2 separate regions of the Mus musculus genome follow, and region 1 is linked to region 2. A link is a contact called in public promoter capture Hi-C data. All regions are on one chromosome and are shown on one strand. The core of a region is the stretch at or near the end of the contact, and the rest is flanking DNA. Distances in the headings are between cores, read along the strand shown.

The links. Promoter capture Hi-C pulls out the DNA fragments that hold promoters and counts their contacts.
Region 1: a contact with region 2 is called in a promoter capture Hi-C map of cranial neural crest. The contact joins the promoter of Cstb here to the promoter of Dip2a in region 2. A contact is called at or near these places in 2 of 39 promoter capture datasets (cranial neural crest and pre-B cells) and 1 of 9 other capture datasets (adipose tissue).

The regions. Positions count from the first base shown.
Region 1 is chr10:78,423,702-78,427,329 of GRCm38.p6, forward strand. It overlaps Cstb (cystatin B), which reads left to right and starts at 1,969. Exons shown (of 3, transcript NM_007793.3): 1 at 1,969-2,156; 2 at 3,226-3,327; 3 at 3,610-3,628. The coding sequence starts at 2,091.
Region 2 is chr10:76,343,526-76,347,586 of GRCm38.p6, forward strand. Dip2a (disco interacting protein 2 homolog A) reads right to left here and starts at 1,766. Exons shown (of 38, transcript NM_001081419.2): 1 at 1,582-1,766. The coding sequence starts at 1,672. It overlaps Gm40699 (a long non-coding RNA gene), which reads left to right and starts at 1,770. Exons shown (of 2, transcript XR_871838.2): 1 at 1,770-2,049; 2 at 3,243-3,732.

The DNA.
Region 1 (3,628 bases), core at 719-3,218, 2.1 Mb after region 2:
CATAACCCCTGTCTTCTATCCTTGCCTCTAAAGCCAGAACCATGTGACCGAAGCTGCCAAGTTCTGCTGCTTGCTGAGGCTGGGAACTGACCCCCTGCTTTCCTTCACTGCCTGAGCTTGGTTGTCCTGAAACTTGATCTGAAGACAAAACTGGCTTCACACAACTGCTGGGATTAAAGGCATGCACCGCCACACCTGGCTCTAAACTTTCTTTTAATTCCTTTTCACAGGCTGAAAGCTTAGCTGGGCAGACTCTTGCCCTGAAGTCACCATTCCCTTTATGTAAACATTTGGCTTTTCTGTTACCTGTTTAACTCCTTAAAAAACAGGATTTAGCTCCTTTCCACTTCCTGGTGCCCCCTTTTCTGTACATTTTGTATTTTTTACTTCCTCAGCTTGCTCCTTTTCATTATAGATCTTCATAAGAGTGACCACTAACAACCACACAAGAGAGTCGATACTGGGCCATTTTGAAATTTCCTCTGCCAGCTCAACTAATCCCAAAGACTTAAATTTAGCCTCACGAAGACTTTTTAGACAAGAGCAAAAAAGCAACCACGTTCTTAGCCAAAGCTCGAGAACAGTCTGTAGGCCACATACAAATAGTTTTGTCCTCTGAAACCTCTTGAACCAGACCCCCAAAGCTCACATCACCTTCATCACCACTGTCTTCCATATTCCTACTACTATGGCCCTATGAACTATTAAGTGATCAATTGCTTTTCTAACCCAAAATCCACATTCCTCCAAACAAAAGCATGGCCAGGCCTAATCCCAGCAATACTCCAGTGTCTGGTACTAACTTCTGTTTTAGTTTGGGTTGACTGCCACCACCACAAGTCTCCATGTATGTCTGGGCACCACTTGCATCCCTAGTGCCCATTGAGGCCAGGGGGTGGAGAAATAGGATCCCATGGAACTGGAGTTGTGAGCTAGTATGTGGGAGCTGAGAATTGAACTCAGGTCCTCTGGAAGAGCAGCCAGTTTTCTTAACTGCTGAGCCATCTCTCCAGCCCCTCACTTGGCTCTTTGACTGGGTTCCAAATATCAAATTCAGGCTGTCGCACTTCCGTGGCAAGCCCCTTACCATGAGCTACCTCTGCACCCCCAAATTATTTTTTTTAAGCCAAGGTCTCACTGCATAGTCAGGTTAGCTTAGCCTCTCAAGTGCCAGGATTGCAGGTGTATACCATCATGTCCTGCTATCCAACTGTGACAGTTTTGCAAACGGAAACTCGGGTTTGAAGGTCACTCAAGTAAGAGCACTGACAGAGGGCATATCCGGGGTCCTCATGGTTCCCAGCCTGTGTTGGGTGTGTGAGAATAGAGTCTCACCCAGAATAGACCACCTACCCAGCTCTGTGGGGCTGGGGCTGGGATCCCCAAGCCCCGCCTACCGCCTGACAAGGCCATGTCATTCAAAAAGAATGGAATTCCCAGATAAGCTCTTATTTCATGGGGTTATCCGGACCCAAAAACTAAGTCCACGTTGGGGAGGGGAGGAAAGGATGGGGCCAGGGGTCAAGGAACAGGGATCTGAGACTTCTAGGTCCTCAATCATCTATTTCTGTATCCACTCTATGGAAGGAGGGATAGGGACCCATCAAGACCCCCACTTAATAGTCACAGGACAAGGGGAAATTGAGATGTCCAGGGCTGTACTTCGTGTCCACCTACTCCATGGAAAGACTAGGACCCCTTCTCACATCTCTGCATCCTGTGAGGACCCGGAAGCCCCTAAGCCGGGTCAGAGATACTCCTACAATCACTTCACGACCATTGAGGGGCAATCAGGACTCCCAGCCTCCAAACCCTTCTTAGCGTCCGTTCAGGGAAAGGACGTGAAGCACCCACCATGCCTCACCCTCCGCCCACGCCCAGCCTGGGTCTCCTGACTCTGCCTGGAACGGAGGGTGGTGACAGTAAAGAGAGCGAGCGAGAGGGTGCGGCGCCCCGCCCCGTCGCTCTGTCACGTGCTACGGGTCCGGGGGGGCGGAGCCAAGCCAGGTTTTTCTAGGGTCCAGGCACCCAGGTCTCCTAGTTGGATCTGTCTTCAGCTTCTCCGTGCTACCCCGACTACTGCTGCCAAGATGATGTGTGGCGCGCCATCTGCCACAATGCCAGCCACGGCCGAGACGCAGGAGGTCGCCGACCAGGTGAGGCTGGGCCCAGGTCAGGCCAGTCTGAGCCAGGCCTGCGGAGACCCGGCGGCCTCAGGGACCGGCCTGCCCAGACTGGTCAGGTCCTGCAGCGGGTTTCCGGGGCGGCCACAAGTGTGACTGGGAGCTGGGGGCTCTGGATCTGGTTGGAAGATTCAGGGCCGGGAACTGGGGCGAGTCTTCTGCCGCTTGCATACAAGAGGGCCACTCACCTATTAGGGAACTAGCCCCGGGATCGGTGGAGGGATCCGGTGGTCCCAGAGAATTCAGGAAGGCAGCTGTTAGAACCTAGACGGCACCTTTTTGACTTACACCCAGGCCTAAACAAGAGAAAGCCAGACTGGGCTACTGTGCTTGTCTCCTCAAAAGAAAGAGCTAGGACTGTTTAGCTCAGTGGCAGGAATTCAACTGATACCACCACCACCATCACCAACACCGCCCCTCAGGGAAAAAAAAAAGGATCAAAACCAGAAGTTGTAGAACTTGCTTGTGCCTAGTCTGAAACGAGGGGGTGGACCTTGGGCCTGGGCTGCCCTTCCTGTGACTGTTAGCAGAGCAGAGATTCAGTACAAGGTAGGGGGAGGTTCAGGGTATTAGCAAGAGAAGAAAAGTTAAACAAATCCTCTCTTCAGCTCTCCTGCCACGCCCCAAGCCCAGGACCCTGTCCACTAAGCCTAGCTGATCTTGGGAGGTGTTTGCTCTGACTGAAGTGGCCAAGAAGGAGTGAGTCAGCTCCATGAGACCCTAGAAATGAGGAAATGTTACAGACACACTGGCCAGGCAAGGGAACCTTGGCCACGTGCCACATCAGCACTCAGGAGGCAGAGACAGGCGAGTCTCTCTGAATTTGAAGCCAGCCCAGTTTGCTTAGTTCCATGCCAGCCATAGCTACATAGTGAGACCCTGTCCCCCCCCCCCCCAAAAAAAAGGAGCTGTGTTGTTCTTTATCAGTGGGGCCAACAGTTTACCATGTCCCCCGGAATGAGGAGTATTGAAGGCTGGCAGTGTGTGTGTGTGGGGGCACCTGTGCATGAATCTAAGTCCTTCCTTCTCACCCACCATCCAGGTGAAGTCCCAGCTTGAATCGAAAGAAAATCAGAAGTTTGATGTCTTTAAAGCCATATCCTTCAAGAGACAGATAGTGGCTGGCACCAACCTCTTCATCAAGGTGGGTACTGATAGTAGCTTGGCATGAACTGGGGACATAGTCTCAGAGTAGAGCAGAGTGTCCTGCAACTTCCTGCAGAGAACCCCTTAAGGGGACATGTACATGTTCTGAGAGGATGAATTTGGGGTGTTAGGGTTCCCGGCCTTAAAGGAGGAGACAAGGGTTATCACTGGCTAAGTTAGTGGCTGGTGGCCTGTTCTGGCTCAGTTTCTAAGGCTGGGTTAAGCCTGGAACTGGAACCTTACCTTTCACTCACATGTCTGTCTGTCTGTCTTCCTCCAGGTTGATGTTGGTGGAGATA
Region 2 (4,061 bases), core at 516-3,015:
TTCAGATCCTCACCATGGCACACACCTTATACCCTTTCCTTACATAAACCCCATGTATGTCTAAAACAGTATCAGTATAAGTAGATTTGATTAACTTAAGAGCTACTTCTATCGCTGACATACTTCAGTCCTGCCACAAGTTATGAAGTTTTTGCTTTGAGGAAATAATTTAATTAACTGTAAACTCGTAGCGAGCATTAAAAGCTATATAACCCTACGGAACTGAAATAACCGATATTCTGGAGCCGTAATGAGGAGCAATCTGCAACAACATATTTGATATGCAAAAGCCAAACTACAACTATGCGATTTCCCCTGGGGAGTCATATCAAATCCAGTACAATAGACCTTTTTTCTCAGAATCATTCCCAACCACGCCTCCAAAGAGAATCAAGGATTTTCAAAACGGAGCTGGAGAGATGGCTCAGTGGTTAAGCGCACTGGCCGTTCTTCCAGAAGACCTGGGTTCAAGTCACAGCACCAACATGAATCTAGGACCCAATTCTGGCCTCCAGGGAACACCAGGCACGCATAAGATATACAGACAAACATGCAGGGGAAATGCATATATTTAAAAAGAAAAAGAGAATTCTCAAAAACTCACTAAACCTACCACAGCAAAGCTTAACAATCTAAATGGGGTGGGGTGGGGGGGTGATGGATTCTAACAAGTTCTAATTGCATTTAAGTCTCAAAAGCAGAGTTAACAAGCACAGATGCTTTTCCACCAGGGTTGGAGGTCAGTTTATGGAGAACAGAACTCTTTTCCCAGGCGTCCAAATTGAGGGCGCCACTCCCATCTCTGGAGTTCTATTATTTCCCTAGTCTGTTTCTAACAACCACTTATTTGACTTTTTAACTTTTTAAAAATCCTCACCTAGAGAGGGCTGTCGGGTTGGCCCGGCGAGCACTTGCCCTCTAATCTGACAACCTGAGTTCATTCCCAGAACTCACAAGGTGGAAGGAGAGCACCAGCTCCCAGCTCCGTGCAAGCTGACCTCTGACCTCCCCACGCAGGCACCGTGACCCTTGCCTGTCCCCCACCTCCTCCCCCAGTGTAATTGTATCAAAATTCCGTAAAGGAATAAACCTTTTAAGTGTTAAACACGTTTTACATGTTTATAGGTTAATGCACTTCAGCCTCATAATCCACAAGGCGCAAGTGTACTTTTGCTTCGTTTTCTAGATGAGGAAACTGAGGCTCACGAGGCAGTCTGAGGTTCCAGGGGTGGGGCTCGGCTTCTGCATCCCGGGCTTCCTGCTGGCCGACAGGCTGCAGGGCACACGCTGGAAGCCCGGACCTGGACCGTGGCCTTGACGGTCGGGCAGCAAGAGTGCGCCTAGGCCCACCTCCCAAGCCAGTCCCTCCCGGTGTCCTTCGGAGGCCGGGCACCCGCCAGTCTGCAGAAGCTGGCGGGCTCTCCGGCGAGCGGCCCAGACAGGGATGCCGAGGAGAGGCCGGCGGGGATCCCGTATGAGGGTACCCGCAGGTTCCGGGGGTGACGCTCCCGGAGGTCCCTGGGCGGGGTCTCGGGCGAGGGTCCCTGGCGGGGTGGGGGGTGGGGGGAACCCGCGGCTCACCTTCGGACAGCTCCAGCTCCAGCTCCGCCAGGCTCTCGAGCACCTCGGCGGGCAGCGGCGCCGCCTCCAGAGGGCATCCGCGGTCGGCCATGGCCGGTGGCTCAGGCGTTCCCCCAACCGGGGCCTGCAGACCCGCAGCGGCCGCCCGCAGCCGGCAGCGGGCGGGGCGCGGCCGGGGCTGCTTCGCAGGGGCGCGGGCACGGGCGCGAGCGCGGCTGGCTCCGGCTCCGGGAGCGCGCTGGGGACGCGCGTGCGCGGCTGAGGGGCGGGGCAACGCTTGCGCGGGTACGCCGGGCCGGCCCCGCCCAGCAACTTTAAAGGCTCGGTTCCATTGGCCAATAAGACACGCCGGAGCAGCCCGGAGCTTTACTCCGCTTCGGGGTGCGAGAGGAGCGGCGGGCGGGAGAGCTGGACAGAGGCGCCTCGGGAGACGTGCGACCCCACCGAACGGACTTCAATGTCGCCCAGGTGACCCTCCTCCGGGATCCCCACCTTCTTCTTCCTCAGGAGCCCTGCTGGCACGCTTAATTCTGTCCGCGTTCCTGCTATGGTATCAGCTAACTCTGGCGGGTTTTCTGCCGCCCTTAAAGTGTGTTTGCTTATTCCCTTTCACAATAACCCTGGAAGCACTCTGACATTGACCAAGAAGGAGCTCTGGCAGTGTCTCAGTCCTTGAGATGTCCTTGGGGCATGGAAGCATAGATCTGACATGTTGGAAACCTTAGTGGGATTTTTGAAGGAGCTATTCTCAGAGTGGCGGTATATATACACATATACGTATAAACATGTATATACATACATACATACATACTTACATACATATATATACACACACACACACGCACACACACACAATTTTATTTCTACTACTCATTAGCCACCCTCTTGCCACTGTCTACATATATTAAAAATCCCAGGTAGGCAACAAAAAAGACCATTTTGGAGGCTTTCAGTGAGCCTAATATTACATCCACAAGGAACAGCATAGGAAGGTGTCCCCAACTGATTTTAAAACATCTGATTTGAGCTGACTAATCTGGTTATACAGGCAGGAGGTGTGGTATGCAAACGAGGGACTATTTATTTCCGCAGGTCACAGGTTTATATAGGAAGCAGTCACAAGCTTTGCATGAAAGCTGGTCAACACTTCTCACGTTTCTCTGATCAATGGTTTCTTCTAAGGAAGTGTTCCCTGTCCTCTTGAATGAATAATAGCTGCCGAAAGTTTACTGGTCGAGAAAAAAAAAAGCATCTGGGCTTCGCCTTTCGAGGCGGGTGCACTGTCTGGAGTGGGTGTGGCCAGAGCAAGGTTTCCTGGACCAGGTCTCCTGGATTCAATTGTAGTAGATTAGCTTGCTGCTGGAGTATTTTCACATTGACTGTAAAGTACGGAAAACAGCCAGACTTGAAGGCATTCCAGCAGGTTGCTGGGGAAGGAGCTGCTTAGCTGACAGTCCCTCACTCTAGGCTGCCAGGAATCAGGAAGGGAATGATGTCCTTGTCCTTCAAAGAGCTGAATTTTTATTTATTGACGTCGGAACAAAAAAGTGTTTACAATAAAGACTTAAAAATTCAACACAAAACGTTTTAAGCAGCATTTAACAACACTTTAGAGCATTTAACATTTGTTAAGGTTTATTTTATGTGTGGGTGTTTTGCAGGCAAGTGTGTACCTGTGCACCACATGCATGCAGTACCAAAGAATTCCAGAGAGGGCGCCAGATGTCCTTCAACTGTAAGACTGCCCTTAGCCACCATACTTCATACTACAAAAAAACCCAGAAGTTTCTTCAAAAGCAACAAGCACTCTTAACTGGTGAACTGTCTCTCCAGTCCCCCATTTATCTATTTTTTAAGCATTTAGCCACTGGCTCTAGGGAGCGTTGGATCCTTCTGTCTTTCTCCACAGCTCAACAAGCTGAACAGGGGTATAAACCCTGCATGTTGACCCAGTGAAACAAAATACCTAGCAGGTAAAATGGAACTTCTTAGTAAGAAACAGTGGTCAGCTAATGGCAAACTACAGTCGATCAAGAGCCAAACCCTATGAAATTGCATGAAAAAAAAAAAAAAAAAGTCACCTGCAGCGGTATAATTAGGCCAGGAAGGAAGATCCCAAGTAACTCCAAACAGTAAAATGTGTAAATGAAACAACTCTCTGTAACCATTGGGTCTTCTCTATGGTTGCCACAATTCCCTAATAATGACCTGGGGACTTATTATGAATTAATGCAAGTCCTTAAGCTAGGCTTGTTCCCCAACTGGCTCGTACTCAATTATCCTGTATAGACTATTCTTTATCTACACATGGCTAATTACCCTCCTCGGGTTTATACATCCTACTTCCTCCAAGTCTGCAGTGAATCTCCCGCCTCTCCCAGAGTTCTACTCTCTCTACCAGGAACTCCCACTTCCTGCCTTTTCCGAATAGGCCATCAGCTCTTTATTGACCGGTGATGCTTCCACACAGTGCACAAGAG